Linked DNA regions of Mus musculus: region 1 is linked to region 2. Evidence: chromatin contacts called from public Micro-C data. All regions are on one chromosome and are shown on one strand. Each heading gives the region's core, a stretch centred on a gene start, on an enhancer-like site or on the middle of the called end of the contact. The rest is flanking DNA. Distances are from core to core; before and after follow the strand shown.

The links. Hi-C and Micro-C count contacts between places; a contact is called where the count stands out from the background.
Region 1: a Micro-C map of embryonic stem cells shows a contact between it and region 2, with 2.0 times the contacts expected there. The contact joins two enhancer-like sites. A contact is called at or near these places in 2 of 39 promoter capture datasets (cranial neural crest and liver), 1 of 15 datasets of contacts at CTCF or cohesin (the NIH/3T3 cell line), 9 of 484 Hi-C or Micro-C datasets (the HL-1 cell line, embryonic stem cells, megakaryocyte-erythroid progenitors and 3 more), 5 of 115 datasets of contacts at active chromatin or transcription factors (embryonic fibroblasts, embryonic stem cells, extraembryonic endoderm stem cells and 1 more) and 1 of 9 other capture datasets (embryonic stem cells).

Annotation. Positions count from the first base shown.
Region 1 is chr8:111,762,331-111,768,053 of GRCm38.p6, forward strand. It overlaps Cfdp1 (craniofacial development protein 1), which reads right to left. Exons shown (of 7, transcript NM_011801.2): 7 at 4,352-5,723. Among named protein-coding and RNA genes, the nearest start is that of Gm39252, 10 kb to the left of the region's middle. Within about 2 kb of position 3,516, at least 6 of the 459 cell types and tissues checked have an H3K27ac peak or open chromatin away from gene starts, as enhancers often do. A contact at or near this core is called in embryonic stem cells, where this site is marked.
Region 2 is chr8:111,677,244-111,683,300 of GRCm38.p6, forward strand. No RefSeq gene overlaps it. Among named protein-coding and RNA genes, the nearest start is that of Mir7076, 9.4 kb to the right of the region's middle. Within about 2 kb of position 3,343, at least 25 of the 459 cell types and tissues checked have an H3K27ac peak or open chromatin away from gene starts, as enhancers often do. A contact at or near this core is called in embryonic stem cells, where this site is marked.

The sequences.
Region 1 (5,723 bases), core at 2,266-4,765, 85 kb after region 2:
ACAGCACATCCTTTGGCTGAGGCCTGGGTAGCAGAGTTTAGAAAAGAAAATTTAAAGACACTCACTGTGGTGCATTTCTACTTTCAGTCGAGGTACCTGAACTCTCTCCCGTCCTCTTTCCCCCTGTCTCCAGCTCTCTTTTCAGTTTCCTGAGTGCTAAGATCACAGGCATATGCCTCCACACCCAATTCTGTCCTTTTTCCTAAAAGCAGGAGATGAGAGTCTCTGTGAAATGTATCCTTCCTATATGAGAAGCAGCCGTTTTTAATCATCAGTATAGACCAAGTCTGGACAAACCCTTAACCCTCCATCACTCTCCACCCAACTCTACCTAGCCCAGGCCCCTCTGCCTTGACACACGGTCATAATTTAATTTTGCTCCAATTCAGTACTTAAGCACTTTCTTGGGAAGTCACATTTTAAGGCATTTTTTCCCCATTTATTTGTATTTGTGCATGATGCATGTGTCATATAACATGCGTGGATGTGTCTTGTCGGTAAACAACTCGTAGAAATCAGTTCTCTCCTTCTATCATGTGGACTCCTGGGGATCGAACTCAGGTCATCAGGTTTGCTGGTAAATGCCTTTACACACCGGGGCATCTTGCACATTTCTTGTGAGGACTTCCATATTCATGTAACTATAGCATCTAGAACTTGAACGTACTTCCTCCTTTGCCCTCCTTTAAATCTAGTCTACTTTAGTTTCACAGGTTTAGTGGCAGACCCTGAAGGTAGAGAAGAAAGCTCACAATCTCCAGGTTTTTATGATTATCAGTAATTCTGGCTTCTCGCGCCAGTGCTGGTGCTTGTCTGGGATTAGAAACCCAAAAGAGGGCTGGAGAGATGGCTCAGCGGGTAAGAGCACTGACTGCTCTTCCAAAGGTCCTGAGTTCAATTCCCAGCAACCACATGGTGGCTCACACCCAACCGTAACGAGATCTGGTGCCCTCTTCTGGAGTGTCTGAAGACAGCTACAGTGTACTTACATATAATAAATAAATAAATCTTTAAAAAACAAACAAACAAAAAAAAGGAACCCAAAAGAGTCACATATCACCTGGTGGTGGTGGTGCACGCCTTTAATCCCAGCACTCGGGAGGCAGAGGGAGGCAGAGGCAGGCGGATTTCTGAGTTCGAGGCCAGCCTGGTCTACAGAGTGAGTTCCAGGACAGCCAGGGCTACACAGAGAAACCCTGTCTCGAGGGGAAAAAAAAAAAAGAGTCACATATCAAAGGCAGTTCTGCTCAAGACTTAGGCATTGCTCAAGTGTTCTTCCTTAATCTTGGCCTTCTTAGGAGGGGCCAGGTACATTAACTGCAGGAACTCAGTTCCTGGAGGGAGGGTCTCACTCAATACAACATATAAGGTGGGCAGAGTCAGTACTCATGCCTGACAAGTTTTTGAATCGGAGGACTCTAAAGCAGGATGCAGTGGCACTAAGATACTCTCCTTAGCGTCCCAGTCTCACCCTCCTGACTCCTGAGAGCCAGGCAACATCCGGAAGCTCCTACCCTTAGCATAGTGGAGTTGGAATGAGAGCAAACCTGGCTACCAGTTAGCCCAGGCAAGACTCAGGAATCACAGCAACACACCTCCTTAGCAGTCTCAGATGCTGGCCCGGCTGGGGCGGCCTCAGGGAAGTGACTCCTACAGTCTTGCCGTTGCAGTGTCAGCTGCCAGTCCCCTTCACCCCAGACATGCCTATATTCAGAGCTTCCTTGGCCCTGTGACACTAGTCCTTTCCCAGTAGGAATTCCCCAGCACCCACAAACAACATGGCTGCAGGAGCTGTATGAACTGAGAGGCTGTTCAGTGTGCTGGGAAGCCATGTGATGGATATGCGCCCTGGTCAGTTTCCTGGTGACTTCAGGCAAATTTCCTCCTGTGGAAAATGAGGCATCGCTAAGAGGTCATGTGCAAATAAATATGTGTGTGTGCATGTGTGTTGGAGCAGGTGACTGAGATGGTACAGTAAGGTACCATCAATGGTTTGTTGATGACACTGGGTCCTTCTGGTCTGCTGGCGCATCATTTTCAAATCACTCTTGCCTGTCCAGCTCTGTGTGCTGCAAACTATGAGCTATGTCTTATCAGTACACCTAAGTACTTCTAGCTCTTATGAGGAACTTGCCAAAAGGCACAATACTATACTCCAAAATGTTTTTTTTTTTTTTTTTTCCCTGAGACAGGGTTTCTCTGTGGGGCCCTGGCTGTCCTGGAACTCACTTTGTAGGCCAGGCTGGCCTCAAACACAGAAATCCGCCTGCCTCTGCCTCCCAAGTGCTGGGATTAAAGGTGTGCACCACCACGCCTGCTTTTCTTTCTTATAATTTTTTTAAAGATTTATTTATTTATTATATGTTAGTACACTGTAGCTGTCTTCTCACACACCAGAAGAGGGCGGCAGACCTCATTACAGGTGGTTGTGAGCCACCATGTGGTTGCTGGGATTTGAACTCAGGACCTTCGGAAGAACAGTCGGCACTCTTAACCACTGAGCCATTTCGCCAGCCCTTCTTTTTTATTTATTTTTTAGATTTATTTATTATATGTTAGTACACTGTAGCTGTCTTCAGACACTCCAGAAGAGGGAGTCAGATCTCGTTATGGATGGTTGTGAGTCACCATGTGGTTGCTGGGATTTGAACTCCGGACCTTTGGAAGAGCAGTCGGGTGCTCTTACCCACTGAGCCATCTCACCAGCCCTCTTTTTTATTTTTAAAGATTTACTTTATGTAAGCACACTGTAGCTGTCTTCAGACACAACAGTAGAGGGCATCAGATCCCATTACAGGTGGTTGTGAACCACCATGTGGTTGCTGGGAATTGAACTCAGGACCTCTGGAAGAGCAGTCAGTGTTCTTAACTGCTGAGCCATCTCTCCAGCCCCCATGCTAGAGTATTCTACTGTGTCCTGCCCTTGACAGACAGCACAGCGATCGAGCTACACACATTCGGTTTGCCTCACGGACCACAAGACAGCATAGTATCTGGAGAGCCTGTCATCTCAGTCGTCTTCCCAGTCCCAACTGTGTCCGGAGGAAGCACCCTGGTTCCACGTCTCTCCAAAGATGTCCTGGTCCTGCTGTGGTACTGGCCATCTGGCTCACTGGCCGCATGGCCCAGCTCTCATGCTCGACAGGCCTGGCCTGGCTAAGTGCTGGCCAGGGCCTCAATGTCTTTCTTTTGCCTTAGCTGTGTATATCACACTCAAGGTTACTTCTTAATGTGTCTCTGTAAGGCCCTAGAGGCCCTATGCAGAATTGTTAATTAGAGCACCAAGTTCCCCAAGAAATAGGTGAGTAGGGTACAGAAAGAGGCTTGTTTTATTACTTGACCTCAAACTACTTTAGGGCACTCTGCCCACCCCCTCCCATTAGATAGAAGGTACCAGATACTTTGGAATTCTGACACACCCACCGGGGACAGAGAGAAGACAAAGGACTGATAGGCCAGGGCAGGGTCAGAGAATTCAGGTCCCAAGAGTCTGCTCCAGGAGAGCAGCTGAACAGTGAGTGCTCTTAAACCTCATAGCCAACGGATGGGGTGGGGTGGCGGCAGCATGGTGAGGGCCCAGGAGAGCACTGGACCATTAGACCCACAAAGGGCGCCAAACCATCCACAAATAGGACTCATTCTTTATGCATCCCCACAAGCATTTCCTTAACAATTCCTAATTCCTGAATAAAGGGCACCACCTCCTATGCAAACCAAGTTCTGCCACTGTTTGAACAAATTGTCAGAAAAGAGGTTTGGGTTTTTTGTTTTGTTTTGTTTTGTTTTTTTTTTTTTTTGGTTTTGGTGGGGAAGAGAGGTTCTGGGGTCAGAACCAAGGGTCCACAGAGGAAGGCCAGGTATTGGCCAAGGTGGCTTAGTCTTTTGAAAGTGAGGCAGGGCAGCTAACAATGTGGCTGAGAAAGCAATTCCCACTAAGAACTCTGATGTGCTCGCACGGGAGTACATACTGACCAAGAGAAAAAGCTTAAAGTGGCCCACATCTGCCTCAGGGGTCCCTGTAGGTGCCCGCCTGTGTAGTTCTCCGCCTCCATTCTGCAGTCTTCATACTCAGCCCAGTGTGTGGCCAGGCAGGGCCGAAAAGATTCCTAGCGCCTCTGTGGCTTATGCCTATGAGAAAGAGTCACTTGTTTAGGGGATAACCACATCCACTTCAGGCAGTCTGTCTGTCTTGCTGGCCGTTTCTCTGTCCCCCCAACAGACAGCCCCTCTCCTGTGCTCCTGCAGGCCTGAGAGAGGGCTGTGTGCTGGGAGCCTGCTCACCCTGTTTTGGCTCAGCCTGAAGCACTTCAAAACCCTTCCTTATACAGAAAACAATTCTGTGTCTCTTGGACAACTTTAGAAAATGTTTTATTATGAAAAATTGAAGTCCATATCCACGTTTCGAAGAACAGAAGGCTGTGCACACTCCTCTCCCAGGCTCAGCCACCACCAAACACGGCCACCTGCTTTCATCTCCAAACTCCTGACTCTCCTGGGACAGCTTTAGAAAAGACTGTCAGTGTAGGAGAGGGAAACACTACATGCACACGTTTGCAGCCTCCCCTGCAGCCAGAGCGGTGTGATGACCCAGGTCTACTGTGGGGCCACTTTACGTCTTACTGATGCTAACACACATTGGTATATGCATTTGGATTTGTGCATGTACCTGAGTGTCAGTCCAACCAGTATCACCTGGGTTACATATGCCCAGCTGGGAATAGACACACCCAGGAGAAAGAGACAGCCTTTTCTAGAGAGGTGACGAACACTGAAAACAGGCCACCAATGGAAAAGACTATTTGAGGGCTGGCAGGGCTGACACTCATAGACAAGTCTCACTGATCCACTGACTTCTTAATCTCTTAGGCCTTTGCTGAGAGGAAAACCCAAGTTACCATGAGTGCATGGCCCTTTATCCTAAGGGTCGAAGAGCATCTACATATACAGGCAGAGTTGGCTCTTGAGCTATTGATGCCATGGTTGCAGAGATGGGATGCTGGGGTACACACAACCACAACACAGCATGAGAAGCATCAGGCCAGTGCAGCAGGTGACATGCCAGGCAGAACACAAGTGGGCCCCTGTCTTACAGGCATGGAGGTCCTATCCCAATGGGGTTCTGGCTGGTTCTGGTTAAAGGACCTCCTTCATCATCCAAGTCTCAGAAGAGACCATCTGCCGCAATGCCAGCTTGGTATGCTCTGTGTCCCCTGTACTGTCCTTTGCAGATGGATGTGAACAGACCAGGAGTTCAAATGTAGCTTGTAAACTTCCTTTTTGGGTAATGAGATGCTAGCCATCTGGTGTCACCAATTCAGTTTTGGTTGCTACAAATACTGCCCCCACACCCAAGGCCTAGATAGGAAGCCCACTGTGACCTAGTGTTCTTTGGCCTTAGGCTGGCATCAGCTCACTTCAGCCCTCTGAAAGACTGATGTGACTCACGCCATCCACAGGCCAGAAAACAAAGCTGTGGTAAGGCCACAGAGCTGGGTCTGAGCAGGAAACAGAATGCTGTCTTTGAAGCCCACTTTCCCCAGTCCCCATGCTCTTGGAACAAGCGATGGACTTTAATGTGTTCAACGCTTCCTAGGCAGGAAGTCTGAGTGGGGAAGTCTCCTAAGGAGCAGAAAGAACATGAGGTCTTTATATACTCCCCATCCCCATTTCTCAGTCTCCAGCCCAGGCTGGTCTGGAGCTATGTAGCCCAGGCTGCCCTCAGA
Region 2 (6,057 bases), core at 2,093-4,592:
GGCAGGCCAGTCACAGCAGCCCCTAATTGGCTTGTTTGGTTTTTGTTTTGTTTTGTTTTGTTTTGTTTTTGAGACGGGATCTCTCTCTAGCCCTGGCTGTCCTGGAACTTACTATTTAGACCAGGCTGATCTCGAACATACAAAATTCCACCTGCCTCTCAAGTGCTGGGATTACAGGTGTGCACATGGTAGCCGGTATTTTTTTCCCTAGTTGTTATGTATATTTGGATGAATTTGGGAATATGAGTCTGTTTTTTCTTTTCCTTGAGTTTTTTTTCTGGTTTGAGACAGGTTCATGTTGTAACTCCAGCCTACATACCCCAGGCTGGCCTTGACTTCAGAATAGGGCACCACGTCTCCTGGAACCAGAATTACAGACAGTTGTGAGTCCCCATGTGGGTGCTCAGGTCTGGTGGAAGGGCACAGTGCTCTGAGCCATCTCTCCAGCCCCAGATTACCCTTGAACTCAGGGTAATCTGGGCTCAACTAAACCCCACTCCCCTCACCCTTCTCAGCCTCTGTAGTGCTGGGATTCCATACATGAGACACCACAACCACCCCAACTCTGCCTTCCAAGTGTAAGTTTTGTAATAGTTAAGTACAGAGCAAGTGTATTTGATGAGAAGTTATCAGGTAAATAGAGATAGATGTGTTAGAGATACAACTTATACTCAGGGTCAAAGAACTCTCTTGCAAACTATCAAATTCATAATTTCAAAATAAAATTCAAATGGTTTAATGTTGAAATGATGATATTAGAGTATATTGGAGTAAATACATTTTTAAAATTAGGTCGCCTATTTATTTTTTTTTTTCCTTTTGGTTTTTTCCAGACAGGGTTTCTCTGTGTAGCCCTGGCTGTCTTGGAACTCACTTTGTAGACCAGGCTGGCCTCGAACTCAGAAATCCACCTGCCTCTGCCTCCCCAGTGCTGGGATTAAAGGCATTCACCACCACCGCCCTGCAGGTCACCTATTTTTTGATAAAGTACAGAACTGGGTTAGAAAATGACTGCAGTTTTAATACTGACCACCAGGTGGCAACCCTATCTCAGAACTGCTATGTTCAGCCTCCGCCAGAAGGACCTTGCCTGGAGAGAAATGGACCTAGGTTTGTGTTTGCTGTTCTGGTTTTATATTAATTACACCTTACACCTGGCCTGGTTGTGATCTTTGAGGTGCCTTATTTCAAGTCTTGCTTCTTCTCTGCTTGGCCTTTCACCTTTTGTTTTACTTTTCACAAATTCCACCCCAAACCAAGGCTGTTTCATGTCCTGAGTGACTAAGTTGTCCTGGCAGCCTTCGCCTCAACGCCATACCATCAAAACATCTAATATTCTACAGGGAAGAGAAAAAGTATTGTGAAGAACTTTGAGAAATGCAGAAAGGATCCCAGCCATGCTTACCAGCAGGCTGGGCTAGTATAACTCTGGCTGCCTCACCCAGAACGACCCAGAGACAATGGAGAGGAAGCCGATTTGAACCAGGAGCTGTGGTCAGGGCTGTGGCCAGTGGCTGAGGCTGAGGCTGGGCTGTGGGAAGATCAAATGGGAAGGAAAGGGCCTGAACCTGCTGTTTCTCCTCACTCTGACACCTTGGGTAGGAGGTGCCGGCCCCAGGCCCACCTCAAACAGCTTCTTCGTCCTCAGAATACGGGGGTCAGGTGCAAGTGAGGAGCCAGGGACAATGGGAAGGACACCCCCTGATTCCCATCCTGTTCCTCCAAGTCTCCTCTGGATGTCATGAAAAGACGAAGTGTTTCCCTGGTGCTCGGGCCTGTGGGGCTCTTCCACGGGCTCACCCACCACTTCCATCTGCCTGATTCTGAGACTTGGATCCCTTCCCTCTGCTCTAGTAGAGTTATAATGAGAAAATACTTGAAAAGAAAGCCCACTCATTGGGATTACAGATTCTGTTAGAAATAGGAACATTGGTGGACGTGGGCAAGATTCAAAACAGGCAAAAATAAGCCTAGTAAACAAAAGATATTAGTGATCAAGTAATAAAAGCCATTAAAGAATCCAGTAGGGTGCTGGGAAGTGGTGGCGCACGCCTTTAATCCCAGCACTTGGGAGGCAGAGGCAGAAGGATTTCTGAGTGCGAGGCCACCCTGGTCTACAGAGTGAGTTCCAGGACAGCCAGGGCTATACAGAGAAACTCTGTCTTAAAAAAACAAAAGACAAAACAAACAAACAAACAAACAAGATCCAGATCGGAGAGAGGTGTGTGCCTTCCTTCCTCAAAGGTCCAGACTAGAATGGAGAAGCAGAAAATCTCTCACAGGTGTGCCCTGCCCTCCATTTCTACATTGTAGTTCATTCCAGATGTAGCCAAGTTGACAACCAAGAATAGCCATAATACTCTGTCCCAAACAGAAACAAAACAAAACAAAAAATCCAGGTGTCAAAACTAGAGTTATTGTCAGGGGAATGGTAGGTAGGTAGCACATGCCTATAATCCCAGCACTCAGGAGGCTGAAGCAGGAGGATTGCCATTACTCTGAGTACAGAATGGACTCCATAGTGAGTGTAGGGCCAGCCTAAGTTACAGAGTAAAATTCTGTCTCAAAACAGACAAACAACAAAAACAGTCTGTTGTGATTGCAGTAACAATAATAGGTGACCGCTCATAATAAAATCAGTGCTTCAGAGAAATTAGTGAGTTGGGTCAGGGTAAGGAATGCTCTTAGAAACAAGAGAGAGAGAGAGAGAAAATAAGACAAGTGATGTGTAAGATCAGATGCCAGCACTCAGATAACTGCAGGCCAAGTAGCCCGAGTATAAAGTTAAAGAGATATAAATCTCCATTTGAAGAAATAATGGAGGTACATTCCTCAGATTTCAGAAAAGATTCAGTTTACCCAGAGGTAAAACAGGTGGCTGGCGTCCTGTAAACCTGTAGTTCCAGTTTTCAGGGGCTGAGACAGAGTGACCCTGGGAGGCTGAGACCAGCCTGGGCAACCCAGCGAGATCCGATATCAAAAACAAAAACAAAACAAAATAAAACAACCCCGCCCAACACACATTTGAGATGGCAAATGCTCCGAGATCTCTCTCTCTCTCTCTCTCTCTCTCTCTCTCTCTCTCTCTCTCTCTCAAGGTTAACTTATTTATTATATGTAAGCACACTGTAGCTGTCTTCAGACACCCCAGAAGAGGGCATCAGATCTCATTACGGATGGTTGTGAGCCACCATGTGGTTGCTGGGAATTGAACTCAGGACCTTTGGAAGAAGCAGTCAGTGCTCTGACCCACTGAATCATCTCGCCAGCCCTCCCCACTGCTTTCTAATTCACGCTACCCCAGATGCTGCCACAGGCTGCAGGAATGGCGCTGTGGTGGGAAATCAGCGCAGTGGCTGCCTCAGGAAGAGTCCGCAGACAGACAGGGCGGCTCCGGGACTTCTGCTAGCAGCCTGTGTGCTCGCGGTAGGAGCCCTCCTCAAACTGCACATTCCTGAGCTGTGCACCCTGCTCTCCCCTGAGACGTGCACCGGAGCAAGAGGGGGAAGATTGCTCAGAGGTAACTAGCAGGGGTCGCTGGGAAACAGGAGTTAAAATCTTCAGGACCCAATTAAAAGGCAGGTATGACCCTACATGCCTGTAATCCCAGCTTTAGAGGACAGGGGGCTCCAGCGAGCTCGTCGGCCCACCATACTCTCTGAAACAGCAAATTTCAATTCACAGAGAGAAGGTCCTGTCTCAAACAAATTAAAGTGGAGAGTGTCAGAGAACGACATCAGAAAGTCTCCTTTGTTCTCTATATTCGGCATATTCTGGAAGGAGCATCCACACATCACATCACATCACATCGTCTAGAGATGAAGCTCAGCTGGTAGGATAATCCTCAGATTAATCCGCACCATCCCATAAACTGGGTGTTCAAGAGTGAATTGGGGAGAGCAATATTACATCACACGAAAGGGCAATTACGGACCAAACGTTCCTCATAGATACAAATGAAGACAAATCTTCGGCAAACCACAGCTGAGTGAATCCAATAGTACATTAAAAGGATTATATGCCCTGACCAAGCGGGATTGGTCCCAAGTGTGCAGAGGGCGATTTGACTGAGGGAATCATCAGTGTAATGTACCGAGTCATTAGACGAAAGGAGGAGAGTCACGTGACCATCTCAGTTGATGCAGAAGGGGCCTGGGACAAAATCCAACTTCATTTCATTATCAAGGCACTCAGGGAAGTGAGAGGAGGAGGAGAGAGCTTCCTTACCGTGGCAGAGGATGCCGCTATCTATCCTTTACCACCATCAGCTCAGAGAGAGATGGTATCCTACTGAGAGCCAGGTGTGGTAGCTCGTGCCTGAGATCACAGCCCTGGGGAGGCGGAGGCAGGAGGATCAGAAGTTGACGGACATCCTCAGTTACATATAGAGCTTGAGGCCAGCCTGGGCCACATGAAAATCTGTCTCAAGAAAGAAGAGAAAGGACTAGAAAGATGACCCAAAGGCTAAGACCATGGACTGACAGCTCTAGAGGATCTGGGTTTAATTCCTAGTACCCACATGTCAGCTTACACACATTTATCTATCTATGTATCTTTCTTTCTTTCTTCCTTTCTTTCTTTCTTTCTTCCTTCCTTTCTTTCTTTCTTTCTTTCTTTCTTTCTTCCTTTCTCTCTCTCTCTCTCTCTCTCTCTCTCTCTCTCTTTCTTTCTCTCTTTCTTTCTTTGGTGTGAGCAAATTTGACAGATTATAACTTTAGAAATAAAAATATATTACTCCTTCATGTTTTTTTTAAAAAATCTTATGCACATTGATGCTTTGACTGCACTTGTGTCTGGGTGAGCGTATTGAATCCCCTGGAACAGGAGTTACAGACAGTTGTGAGCTGCCATGTGGGTATTGGAATTGAACCCAGGTCCTCTGGAAGAGCAGCCAGTGCTCTTAAATCATGTCTCCAGCCCTGCTTCCATGTTTTTATTCAAGTCTTTATAATATAAAAATCTCATAAAAGAGCTAGGCTGTGGTGCATGCCTTTAATCCTGGCACTCAGAGGTAGAGGCAGGTGGATCTCTGAGTTTGAGGCTAGCCTGGTCTACAGAGCTAGTCCAGGATAGCCAGGGTGACACAGAGAAACCGTGCGTGCCTCAAAAACAAAAAACAAAAACAGTTGATGCAGAAGGGGCCTGGGACAAAATTCAACTTCATTATCAAGGTACTCAGGGAAGTGAGACTCGGAGGAGAGAGCTTCCTTACCGTGGCAGAAAATGGTATCTTTTACCATCAAAACAAAAACCAAACAACCAAACAAACCCCTAACTAAATAAAAGAATTCCTTGGGAGAAATTAAAACAAGAACAAATCTTCAGAGTGCTTGTTTCCCAAATCGGCTGGGACAGAGATTAAAAACAGCACCGGTGCACCCATCCCCTCCCGGTTCTGGGGGCTGGAAGCTCCCTAGTGAGCTCGCTGTGCTGAGATCCCTGCATCAGAAGACCGGAGGGGGCGTGTCCTCATGCTCAGCCTCTAGCCAATGGTGTTCTTTGGCTGGTCACAGCCTCACACCTCCACCTTGTCTGTGTCTCATCTCCCTCAACCTCTCTCAGGAGCCTTGTGGTCCTAAATCGGACTCAAACCGCTCTACTCATGCCAAGATCTGTGATGGAATCATATCGTATGTCTTAGTCAGGGTTTCTATTCCTGCACAAACATCATGACCAAGAAGCAAGTTGGGGAGGAAAGGGTTTATTCGGCTTACACTTCCATACTACTGTTCATCACCAAGGGAAGTCAGGACTGGAACTCAAGCAGGTCAGAAAGCAGGAGCTGATGCAGAGGCCATGGAGGGATGTTCTTTACTGGCTTGCCTCACCTGGCTTGCTCAGCCTGCTCTCTTATAGAATCCAAGACTACCAGCCCAGAGATGGTCCCACCCACAAGGGGCCTTCCCCCCTTGATCATTAATTGAGAAAATGCCTTACATTGGATCTCATGGAGGCATTTCCTCAACTGAAGGTCCTTTCTCTGTGATAACTCCAGCTGTGTCAAGTTGACACAAAACTAACCAGTACATCGTACAATGAAGCCTGGCAGGGTTTGAT